Regions from separate parts of the Mus musculus genome. Here region 1 is linked to region 2. The links are chromatin contacts, called in public Hi-C maps. All regions are on one chromosome and are shown on one strand. The core of a region is the stretch at or near the end of the contact, and the rest is flanking DNA. Distances in the headings are between cores, read along the strand shown.

What was found. Hi-C and Micro-C count contacts between places; a contact is called where the count stands out from the background.
Region 1: a Hi-C map of Th1 cells shows a contact between it and region 2, with 2.7 times the contacts expected there. The contact joins two enhancer-like sites. A contact is called at or near these places in 1 of 15 datasets of contacts at CTCF or cohesin (large pre-B cells) and 1 of 484 Hi-C or Micro-C datasets (Th1 cells).

Annotation. Positions count from the first base shown.
Region 1 is chr17:73,652,780-73,658,850 of GRCm38.p6, forward strand. All of the region lies in intron 1 of Galnt14 (polypeptide N-acetylgalactosaminyltransferase 14), which reads right to left. Among named protein-coding and RNA genes, the nearest start is that of Gm46602, 12 kb to the right of the region's middle. Within about 2 kb of position 3,807, at least 9 of the 459 cell types and tissues checked have an H3K27ac peak or open chromatin away from gene starts, as enhancers often do. A contact at or near this core is called in Th1 cells, where this site is marked.
Region 2 is chr17:73,299,307-73,305,894 of GRCm38.p6, forward strand. No RefSeq gene overlaps it. Among named protein-coding and RNA genes, the nearest start is that of E330032C10Rik, 52 kb to the left of the region's middle. Within about 2 kb of position 2,170, at least 52 of the 459 cell types and tissues checked have an H3K27ac peak or open chromatin away from gene starts, as enhancers often do. A contact at or near this core is called in Th1 cells, where this site is marked.

The DNA of each region.
Region 1 (6,071 bases), core at 2,557-5,056, 360 kb after region 2:
ATGACAGTGGCTTTAATAAGGTTCTCTATTGCCATGCAAGGCCCCATGTTTCATCCCTGGAAGGCTTCTCTATTCCACTAGCTTCCTATTTAGGTGCAAGTTCTCTGGGCAGAGTGGGGTTTTACAATGGCCCCAGCTGCTTGAGCTGGGGTTCTGGAAGAAGTCAGTGTGGATGAGGAATGATGTGAAGTAGAAATAGAGAGAGGGTGCAGGCTCATTAGAGAAGATAGAAGATTGTTGTTGTTGAAATATGTCTGTGTGTATGCAGGGGTGGGCGGATATATGATATATGTGGCTGGTGGACAGAGACGAAGATAGCAAGTGCCAGGGCACACTTGTGGAGGTCAGAGGACAACCTTGGACGTCAGGCTTTGCCTTCCATCATGTTTGAGACAGAGTCTGCTTATTCACTTCCTACCACCATACTAGTTGGTCCTTGAGCTCTAGGAATTCTTCTGTCTCCACTTCCCATCTTGTCATAGAAATGCTGGGTGTCAGACATGGGCTACTGTGTTGGGCTTCATGGATTCAAACTCAGGTTGTCACATCTGCATGCAGCCCATGAAAGAGATTTTTTTAAAATTCTTTTATTAGGTATTTTCCTCATTTACATTTCCAATGCTATCCCAAAAGTTCCCCATACCCTCCCCCCCCCAACTCCCCTACCCACCCACTCCCACTTCTTGGCCCTGGCGTTCCCCTGTACTGGGGCATATAAAGTTTGCACGACCAATGGGCCTCTCTTTCCACTGATGGCCAGCTAAGCCATCTTCTGATACATATGCAGCTAGAGACACAAGCTCCAGGGGGTACTGGTTAGTTCATATTGTTTTTCCACCTATAGGGTTGCAGATCCCTTTAGCTCCTTGGATACTTTCTCTAGCTCCTCCATTGGGGGCCCTGTGATCCATCCAATAGCTGACTGTGAGCATCCACTTCTGTGTTTGCTAGGCCCCAGCATAGTCTCACAAGAGACAGCTACATCTGGGTCCTTTCAATAAAATCATGCTAGTGTATGCAATGGTGTCTGCGTTTGTCGGCTGATTATGGGATGGATCCCCGGATATGGTAGTCTCTAGATGGTCCATCCTTTTGTCTCAGCTCCAAAGATGATCATCTCGTTAGACTCGGAGAAAGCATTTGACAAAATCCAACACCCATTCATGATAAAAGTCTTGGAAAGATCAGGAATTCAAGGCCCATACCTAAACACGATAAAAGCAATCCACAGCAAACCAGTAGCCAACATCAAAGTAAATGGTGAGAAGCTGGAAGCAATCCCACTAAAATCAGGGACATGAAAGAGATTTTTAAGTGATACTGCTGTGCAGGGTCAGTGCTGGGTCCGACTCTCAGCTGTGTGACCTTGGAAAAGTCACTGTTTGGCATCCCTTAATTTCCTTACCTCTGAATAGAGCTTACTCGGGGAAGATGGAGGGAGCACCAACCATAGCACATGTAAAACCCAGCGCACATCAGGGACCTCCCCCACTTTGACCATTCCCTATGCATCTTCTACATGCAAATGTGCCTCACACAGCGCTGAGCCTCCAGCTACCTAGAAGCCTCCTAAAAGGTTTGTTGAGTGAGCCGGAAACAATCAGAAATGATCTCTGGGTCCTGGAGACTTGAGGTCTGGAAAGTATCTCTTGACTGATGCAGAGCGCATGTCACAGCTGGATATCAGGCACTTCCCAGAAGCAGAGAGGAGTCAGGGGAGCATCAGCTGGCCAGGGCCCAGCTCTGGGAGTGACAGCGTGTTTACAAGAGCTATTAGGAACTGCAGTGCCTCTGCTTTCGGGATGATTTATTCTGTCAGGACTGGCAGGAAGCTTCTTTTCCTTTTGCTATTGAATTGATTATTGAATCACAAATATTCCATTTGAATAACATGACTTCACTTCAAGGCTGGCGGAAGTCCAGAGCCCACAGTAAGAAGATTCACTTCAGGACTACCGGGTATAACTCAGTGGTACCCTGCTCTCCTGGAATGCATGGGGCACTGGGTTCATTCCACCCACAGCAATACTGTGGGCATGGACCCTTCTTTCGTCCTGCTTTCTATAGCTCTAACAGGTTCTAAATGCATAAGCAAGAGTTAGAGAGAAAATACAAAGGACGTTTTTTTTGTTTTTGTTTTTGTTTTTGTTTTTTTACAACATTGATGGGCTGGAGACACGGCAACTGAGTTCCTTGCAATCGGTGTCCAGTTGGACACCGTAACATGAGAACATCAATTACACAGGTTATCATCACTGAAAACAGAACTACTGAATTTTAAAATAAAGATGCCCCTTCCCTAAATACCTCATGATAGTTTAAGCAAGTTTATGATTCGGTGTTGGACCGAATTCATAGCTATCCATTGCCACAAGCAGCCCAGAGGCTGGAGGTTGGATGGACTTTTAAGTTGTGTAACCCAGCATTCCCCAAGTTCAACTTGATGCTGGACACTTACTTCAATAAGTATTTCTTGACTACTAGGCTCTATCAATCCACTGACTGTCCAGAGTGGTCTTAACTATAGCAAGTCCAGTTACCCACAGCCCTGGAACCCACAGTGTTCGAAGGACTGCTGGAAGAGCCAAGAAGACACTTGGTAGTAGGGCTCAGAGATGTGATCCTGCACACACCTCCTTAGACAGCTGTCTTGCTCAGCAATTCTCTTCTTCTTGACCATTCATTACAGTCAGGTGTCAACTGAAAGTGTAGAAAAACAACTCCTCTGCCTTTTGAGGTCCTGATAGCTAAGTATGTGAAATAAGCTGACAGAAACAGGTTCACACAACAGGAGGCATACAGATTCATCATCCTGTGCAGGTACTATATGAAGGAAAAGGTGAAGATCTCTGAAACCAGAGACATCAAGTTGTTCTTCTCTCCATAGGGGAGAAGGGACATTGTAATCTAGCAATTTAACCCATTGCTTTTTAGAACTTAGATGTATTGATTTCCTTACGTGTCTGTGTATGCGCACAGGAATGCACGAGTAGAAGTCAGAGGATCACCTGTTAGTTGCAGTTGGCTCTTTCATTCCACTATGGGGACCTTAGGGACCCAACTTAGGTTGCCAGCCTAGCATTAAGTGCTTTCACTCTTGGAGATAGCTTGCCAGCCCAGAAGCAGGCAATTTGGAGGGGGATTAGTGATTTTTAACCGTTAAGATTCTGTGACAACATCCTACCTTGGTAGAGATTCAACTCCAATCTCCTCTCCTGTGTCATTGCTAACCTTACCACCTGGAAAACATTCTGCAGAACACTAGCTTGGCAGCCAAGTTTTCTGTAGAGGAACCGTGGTCAGACAGTAAGGAGGTTCATGGCAAGCCTGTACCTAAACCTGTTGTTTCTCACACACCCTCAGTTTGCCAAAATCAGCAAACACTGACATCCTAACTGGCGATAGTGTTTCCTGAACTTCTGCAACCCAAACCTTCCAGCCAGCCCTTGAGGTTCCATCTTATTAGTCACATTTTCTGTGTCAGACAAATAGAACTCAGAAGGTCTGTGATGGACCCAGAAAAACATGAGGCTAAGTGCCAGGCAAGGATGCCTAGCTACACTCCAGTCACAGTGCCACACCTCAGGAACACCACTCTTCTATGAATACTCTTCCCTACTCCTCCATTCTCTCAGCCCTGTGGATACTCTCCCCTACTCCTCCATTCTCTCAGCCCACCATTACAGGAGACAAGCAGATCAGCAAACAGTGGCAGAAGACAACTCCTATCGAGATGACTTCTACAGGAAGAGGCTACCAACATCCTGTGATGAGAGCTGATGAATCACTATTGCCAATGGAAAGGAAACAAGAGGTAGGAAGTAGATACAGCCACTCATATCACATGTCTGTGTACACATGGGCACAGTGCGGTAATCCTGTATTACTAGTTAGGAACGACATAACTTACCATCCAAACAGGAACACTTCTAAGAATGAAAAGAATTTCTGGGGTGGTAGGTGTAAATGAAGATTGACCAAAATGAACCAGGAGGTAGAGCTCCTACAACTAGAGGCTCACAACTGCCAGGCAGCATTAGACTCTCTAAGCCTTCATGTGCATGCTGAACTTTGTACAATGCTACACTGTTCCCTTATGACTGTAGCTGGAGTTGAAGTAGTTCTGAGGGAAGATGAATGGTTAGTCTTGTTATTTCTACCTCTTTGGAAAATAAAAATCCCACAATAATTACAGCTTCTGTTGACTAGCTATTGCAGAAAATGTGTTATTATTACGATATAATCGCATGTGATTCTCACAATGTGAGAGGAAGCATTATGTCACCCATTTTACAGAAGAGTAAAATGGATACAAATCATTTGTCAGGTCAGGTGGTCAAGGTCATGAAGCTATATAAGCCCATGATGATCTGATTTTAAAGGGCCGTATCTTAGTTACTAGATAGTTATCTCCCACTTGCTTCTTCCGACCCCATTCTCCCATTTTGACCTACCCTAGATTGAGCCTGCTGTCTCGGGCAATGTGCCTCTGCTTCCCACCATTCTCCCTTTCTAGTCTCCTTTTCCTTTCTGTTATCACAGAAAAACATTTCCTCCTCTTTCAAGATATTGTTTCCCCGTCTTCATTGCTGTTACTAACCTCCAAAGTGGAAGGGTTCCTTTATCAAATGAAAACCCAAGTTGGAAATTCAAATTACAAATGATAAACAATTAAATCATCCAATAACGACATTGAAAATGCCCAGAAGCCCCTTTTCAACCTCTCCAGAAATCTTGATTTCTCTCCTTATTCATCTCTAATTAAACAGCCTTTTCCCCCTCGAGTACCAGCAAAACACACACATTCCTCACTCAAACGCATTACCTTTGGGTTTCTCTCTGTAATTAGCAGGGTAGCTGCGTCCCTTTCCTATTCGCCCCTGTGAACACATAACTTCTCAGTTAAAGGCAAGGTCAGTGGACAATCGTGCACTGCAGAGGCACCTGATCGAGATTCATCACATCGTGCACAGAGGAAATCAGGTCCCACGTTACAAATGGAACTGTGAATCACAAGTCAGGGTGGATGGGGCTCAGGAGGGTGAGGCCACACAAAAATAACAGCTGGAGGCAGGAGAGAAGTGTGCCGATGCAGGAGGGACCTGAAGGGGCAGGGTGATCTTGAGAGAGGGACTGGCTTCAGTAGAGACAGTGCTGGGTCTAAAAGTAGGAGGCTGGAAAAAAGCCCGGGACCAATTACGTTCATTAGTCAATAGGGACAATAGCTAAAGAGTATCAGCCTTAAGCTGTGGCAGGGAAAGTTCAAGCTCATTAGAAAGAAAAAAACTCCAATGGTAATGATCTTTGTGGATGACTCTCTGAGTTGCAGAAAGGTTTGCAAGATGTTAATTAGGTTTGATAATGGTAGACAATCCTAAACTCACCTAGTCATGCCTACCCCCATCTTAATCAGCCTTTGCCTTATTAAAAGAACACAGATTGATAAGAAAACCCCATTGTTTTTAAGGTTACCAGGAAGGTGTGTTCAGAGTTTAAGCCATACCAGTGGCCTGAGGATACAGGATTGAGGGTTGAGGTTCTCATGAAAGCCGTCTTTCCTTGTCGTGCTTAGTCTCTAAAGATTTCTCGACCCACCCACTGAACCTGATCGATCAGTCTCACTAACCCCAAGCATGGAGCCAAATGATAGCAACTTCTGGGGAACAGCCTTGTGAGCTGAACTACTCACTCAGGGTACAACAAGAAAACCCATCACAGCCACACAACCTGGGGAGAGCCCAGGAGAACCTGGAGAGCATCCCCAGTCATGGCACAGGCTTCTGTGATAGAGGCAGGAACCAGGCCAGGAACAGCCAGGCACTGGATGGCAGGGCTGCAACCTCAGGACCATTGAAAACACGCTGGCTGCATGGGCTTCATCTCAGGGCACTGCTGCTCCAAAGCCTGGAGAAAAGCAGATAAGCTTGGGATACAAGGATAGGATTCAGAGGGAGAGGAACAATCCAGACACCAGCACAGGGCTATTCTTAATTCTGGGGGAAAAATAAAACATGGAAATGCATGCTATCTTATTTGGCTTAGCTGGCTACTCCTTTGGGCTGCTAGCTCAT
Region 2 (6,588 bases), core at 920-3,419:
TCAGATGAGGCCTTTTGACAACATCATCTTATGTCGTTCTCATATTAACCTTAAGATGTCCACTAGATGTACACTTTAAAAGACTACCTTTTCCCTAGGAGGTTTTAGGGTCACAACAAAATTAAGCAGAGAGTGTAGACTTCCTTTTGTTTTTACCTGCTCCCAGCCTGCCTGAACTTCAATATCTCCTACCAGGATGGCCCTTTTGATGCAACAGATGCGCCAACATTGGCACCTCATTATCCCCCAAAGTCCACAGATTCTGTTGCAGGTTACCCTGGGCATTAAAGTCACGACACAAGAGATTGTATCTTTTAGCATCTACTTACAGAGGCGAACAGCTGGGGACCAGAAGTTAAGATGAAGGTCACACGGGAGGAGGTGGCTGGGATTCTAGCCTGGATCTTCAGGATTTTATACCCAGCCTTGTGGCTTCTTGAGGAGGGTCCACCATGACGGGTACGGGCCAGCTGCTGAGTGGAGCTTCCACCTGTGGGGTTTGCAGATAAACCTACATTGGCTTTCTTTTGTAGTAAGTGGTTTCCTGTTAACTCACACTCATGGGCTTTCTCACAGAGAGTGTGAGTTGCCTGCTGAATGGAGTGACCAGATAGGTTGGGGCTGGAGACATTCCTATAGTGACTGACTCAGATATCAGACATCAGAACATTAACATGCGTCGATTACCATGAAATCAGATATCTGCACCACAGGAAGGTGTATCCAGACCTTCTCCTAGGCTATTTCTCCCTCATCTCTAGGTACCCCAAAGACTCAGGGTATAAGGTAAACATCCGTTCTTGCTCCTTTAGGGCATTTCTGGCTTATTCTGGTCAAGCTCCGCCTCCCTGTATGTTGTCCAGCCATTCCAGTCCACAATGGCTCAGCCTGTGTAGACTGGACTGTGGGCAGCCAGCCTAGACTTTCCCCATAAGTGTTTGTGTAGACCAGTGGAAAGAGTGTAGCTCTGAAGCAACCATCTATGTTTTACCCTCTTAGCTCATGGCTTTGGGCACAGCCCTGTTTCCTGAGCTGATAATTGTGGTTTAAGGCCAGGAAGGGGGCTTAGGAACCAGAGACCATAACATAATTCCCATTGCACCACAGCTGTGTTCAGCAGCTGGCATCCCTCATCCCCAAGTGAGATGCTCAACTCTGAAGAACCTCCCATCTTTAAAGTATGCCAGATGGGGCTGCCAGACAGAGGCCGGGGGGGGGGGGGTCTCAAAGCCCAGTTCTCTCGTCCAGCAGCCTGACAAACAGCAACCAGTTTGCGTTTGTTAGAGGCATTACTACAACTCATGAAGCAGGACTTCAGCCACTATTAGATTTCCTCTGCCGACACCAGGCGTCACTTTTGGTTTTCCTGTGAGGTGCCTGACATCTTCCCCTCCTGCAATCACTAGGCAATGCTTCACTGCCACTTCTAAGCTAGGGACAATGATCTTCCCCCGGGGAACAGCAGTGACTTCAGAGGGTGTCCAGGCTTCCACCAGCACTCCAGGTCTATCACAAGACTGTCTGGAGCAGGCCCAGGATAGCCTTCACAAAGTCCCCCAGTGAGTCTGTTTTCAGTGCCGTTGCCCCCATAGGATAACTGCCTCATGGTCTGTCTTTCCAGAGAGAGATAGAGATAGAGATAGAGATAGAGATAGAGATAGAGATAGAGATAGAGATAGAGATAGAGATAGAGATAGAGATAGAGATAGGGATAGAGAGAGAGAGAGAGAGAGATAGAGAGAGAGAGCCTGAGCTGGAAGGACCGGAAGGGATGAAATAAAACTCACTCATCAGTTGTTCAAGAATTTTTAAAAAGTTACTGCCCCAAATACTTTATAGGCAGAGGTACTGCTGGCTGGGTGTGGAAATACACTCCAGATCCACACATATATCAGTTTAAATACCAGCTCAGCAATTACTAATTGCATGCTCATCTCAAGTTACTTCTCTTAGCTTTTAGTGTTATTTTCCCAGTGTTAGAATGGATGGTAATCTTTACTTCAAAGACTTATAATTCACTAGAGACATACAAAACACAGAGCCAAGCATTGCCTCTCAACTCAAAATCTTCAGTGCCCGCCGACTTTGAAATTCTTGGCTTGTGTCTCCTTTCCCCACTGGTGTAATGTTCATCATCACCACTAGATGGAGATAGCGAGGCATCTCAAGGCTTAGTGTCGTAGCCAACAGCACAAGGGAGTTCCAGGTCCCATCTCCAGTGAGTGTCTCCAGTACCCAGCAGGAAGCCTCCTGGGCCCCAACGTCAATCCTTTAAAGAAAATAACTGCCTTTTATTCTTGGTAATTGCATGTGCATGTGAGTTAGCTTTCCCTATTTAAGTTGTGGGTGTGACATAGCAGGTGTTTTGAAATGGCAGTACTCCAGCTCTCACCTTTAGAAGGTTGGTGCTAAACATGATTTCATAAGAGAAAGTGGCCACGCACCATCAGAGGCTATGGCGACTCTAGAATTTGTATCCTCAGTCTGAGCCAATTACCACTTCCTTCCGGGTGGGGGGCGGGGTGTCGGACGGGTTACTCCTGTACAGACCTCTGCTGCCGTCTAGGGAAAACCTTATCCCACGAGTGTCTACTGTTTTCCCTCTGCAGACAATGGCATTTGGGGGTGAACTGAAGTCTTTGCATGCAGTATCTGAGTCAGTGGCCTGATCTGTTACACAGCCATACGGGGATGGGGGCGGACAGAAATGACATAGGTGAAATCCAGGATTCCTTTATTGGGCTTTGGGCTACTCCTATCTGGTAAGAACTCCGTATTAGACTTGGGGAACAAGTGAAGGCTTCAAGGGCCATGTCAAACTAATTGAAGAAACTAATTAGGGCCAGACTGAGGCATAACTTTAAGGGACCCACTTCAGCCTCCAATGCTCACATTGTGAGTTACTGCTCTTGGTTAACCACAGCCCGGAGCAGACTTCTGGCAGGCTCTTTGCCTGCAGGGCCCGCTGTGGGGCTGGACAGTTATTGGTAGGTTCGCCACTAGGTGTCACTGTCTCACCAGCATCTGTCCAGGGATGATGGCTAACTCCAGGTAGGTGGAAGAGGTTGTTCATTTTCATGCCGATAAACATCCAAGGTAGAGAGAGACGCATCTGCTCCCATGCTGTGTGGAGAGAGCGCGGTCCCGCATACTGCCCCGGACAGTGTGAGTCGCTAGGGCTGTTAGTGAACCAGTGGGTCTTTTTCATGGTGATTAAATGCTGCCTTCCGTGCTAGTTGCTGCTTAGACTCTTAGGAACTTGTTCCCCAACCCTGATGTATAGAATAGACCTTAGAGGTCCTTGTATCAGTCTTACTTTTCGGAGAAGGGGCCCAGACAGAGAAAGCCTTCCCCCTAGGACATCGCCCAATAGAGGCAGAGCAGACCTGAGCCTTAGGCTGGGTGGTTCTGGGTTAAGGCTGTCTAAGCCACCATGTTCCTTGTTTTCCACTGTGCTCCATCAACTCTGCTCTTACCATTCACAGAGCAATCAGTGTATGCTCTGATCTTTGTTGCTGCCCTGAGCTGGAAACATATATAGACATAAGATACCATGGCATGTGATAGACCCAAACAGTGTGTGTCTCAGGGGCAGCATAGGTCGGGAGCAGGCGATTTTCCTCTCTTTGGTCAAGAGCTCTTTTCCAAGACTCTTTCTGGGGGCATAAAAGGGACAGTGGATTCAAAGATTATGGGGACAGGTCCACAAATAATCTATTATCAAGTGGAAGTGGTATATACATTCATGATCAGGCCCAAGAGGGTCCTGCGGGTGCAAGCAAGTTACACCAAGTTGTCTGAATGTGTGTATTTTCTCCTCCTGCTTCAGTGCCTTCTGCTCTAAAGCATGAGCCTATAGTTTTGTGGGAAGATGATGGTTCTGTGTGTCATACAGGAGCCACCCAGAAGTGGACAGCTGCAGCATTCTAGCCCCCTCTTTGGGACAACCGTGAGATGGCAGTGAAGGAAACGTTAGGAAGGACACAGGGTTGTATATTTGGCTGTGGCAACTCGGATGATACCCAGGTTACGGTCCTCATAAAGACCACTGGACACTTGCTGGCCCAGGAACCTTAGAAGGTAGAAGAGTTGAAGCAGCAACTATGACCACCAGGGGGCAGTATTTCACCACATTCTGCTTAATCCAGGACCATTCTCCCAACACTGAAGAAAGTTATGTCTTCTTAGGGAATTGCAATAATGTTCTGGGTGCAGAAAATGGATAGGTATATCAGCCTGGACTGAAATCTACTTCCCAAAGGCAGTATTGTTTCTCTTGTCGCACCTTATAACCCAGCAGCTATGGAGTCAACACAGCCGCAAAACCAAAGAAGCATCCATGTGTTCGCCAACTTTGCACGCAGGCAGTTCTTCGGTGGCCCAGAGTTACTCGGAGTTGTTCTCTGAGGACATTTTGTGGTTTCAGATCGAAGGATACAGAGTTCTAGGTATGTCCCATATGCAGCATGTGGGAGAACAACCAATGTATCCAAACCCATTTGCAGATGATGATGGCATGCCCCAGCGTCAAAAGGATGGGCACCGCTGCCTGTGGCTAGAGACTCCAGCCTGTGCACGTCCGAGAACCAGCCTTCTTTTCCTCCTCTGCCTTCTATCAGGCTGCAAAATAGAGCCCCATTACCCATTCAGCATTCGTCGTCTTCAGATGTGGCCAGACTCACACTGCCGCAGCCGCATGCCACTGCCGCAGTGATTATTGACCGCTCTGCTGGGATATCAAGCACTTTGGGCTTGGCTGGGGGACCATTAATCAACAACCTTGTCAGAGTGATGGATTCTGTTAGGATTATTGCTTAATTAGCTTGTTTAGGGCAAGAAAATCAACCAGGACATTAGTTCTCTAGCCAGAAGGAAGAGGGAAAATGAGCAGAACTGGTGGGAAGGGGCCTTGGAGCTCCCGGGGAGGGAGCCAGGGTCTCGAGGGCGTGGAGGGAGGGGCCTCTGATAGAGCAAGCCTTATGCTTGAAGTCGACAGACCTTTTTACTCCTTTTGGCTGTCGTGGCTGGGCAGAGAGATGCCCCGATTCAGTGGAGTTGAAGAACAGTGATACGTGATGCGTCAGTCAAGGAGCATGTCCATTCCCCAGGGAGCTTTAAAAAAATTCAAATTCCCAAGTTTAGGTTCGAATTCGCCCGTTCAGAATCTCTGAAGATTTTTATTGTTGTCGGTGTTGTTCTGTTTTGTTTTCTAAGACAAGTTATTCCAGGTGAGTTTTTATTCACAACAGGATGTGGGAGCCTCGGCTTCGGAGGTTGTGAGAGTTAACTCCGGTGACCACCTTTCTTTCTACCAGATATGCATTTCCTGTGGGGCGTGGGCGAGCTTTATCTCCAACATCCCTACCAGCTTCTATGCATGCTGGTCGTCTTCCCCCACACTCCTCTTTGGTCTCTATTTCGTCCTCTCTCTCCTGGCTTTTCTTATATTGCTCCTTGCCTACCTTTTTTTTTTTTTTTTTCTGAAGTCCCCTTCCCAGGTCTTTCCATCCCCCATCTTTCCTTTCTTCTCTCCATCTTCTTTTTCCACCCGTGCAGATGACTATCTCTTGGCACCAGGCTCATTTTACACCCCCTCTCTATTCTTTCCTATCTGGCAGGGGCTGGAAGTCTGAAAATGGCTTTTCCGAGAGAGAATTACAGATACAATTGCAGCTCACCATCGATATGTGCTTGTGTGGAGCTTAGAAGGCACAAGAGGAGGTCTTGTGGGGGAAACTGAGTCCCAGAAAGCATCCGTAAACGCATATGCAGTGGTTGGGGGTGGACTCCTCCGGCTTTGCTCCTCCCCAAAATAGGAATGAAGACCTGCTTGTTTCTCAGTTTTTCCAGGTTCACGGGATGTGTGTAGTATTCACAGAAGGCAACCACAGAGGTGGAGGGAGGATCCTGGTCTGAATTGCTGTGGACAGCAGTCTAGTAAATGAAAAAGAAGTCTGGCCAGCCCCAGGGCTGCTCTCTGTTGACCCTATGACCAACCCAGGCCAACCCAGAAGGGGATCAGGGTCACATGTGGCTGAGGCAGCCAAGGGAGCAGGTGTGCTAGAGTTTCTACGTAGATATTCAGAGGATCACCTCTGAGCTCTTCAGAACGGCTGGTTCAGGTCTTCTGGAGCTGCTCTTGTAACAGAGCACGGGCGGCCCCGATATTTTTGCATGCAGAAGATCGTATGTAACGGAACAATCCAGCCCATTAGCTATTTTATTCTAAATTTCATGACGGTGGATGGGAAATGACCAAGAGCAACGCCCTGTAATATGGCTATGTTTGCTGTCTGTGTAGTGAATGTGGTCACTTCCAAATGGTGACCTTGTTCTTGCATGACCAATCCTGCCAGTGCTGTCCATTTTCTAGTGAGGGTTTCTCACAAAATCACGGTCGGAAGATTTTCATCTTCCTGTCCTTTCCACACACAGACATTTGCGGTTTGAATCCCTCAAGCTCTTGTAGCTTGTAGAATGAATAGCTGTTCTCCAGCAGGTGGCGCTGTTTAGGAGGCTGTGGAACCTTTAGGAGCTGGGGACCCAGTTCATAAGGAGTCTAGGTCTCTAGAAGTGGGATTTGAAGGC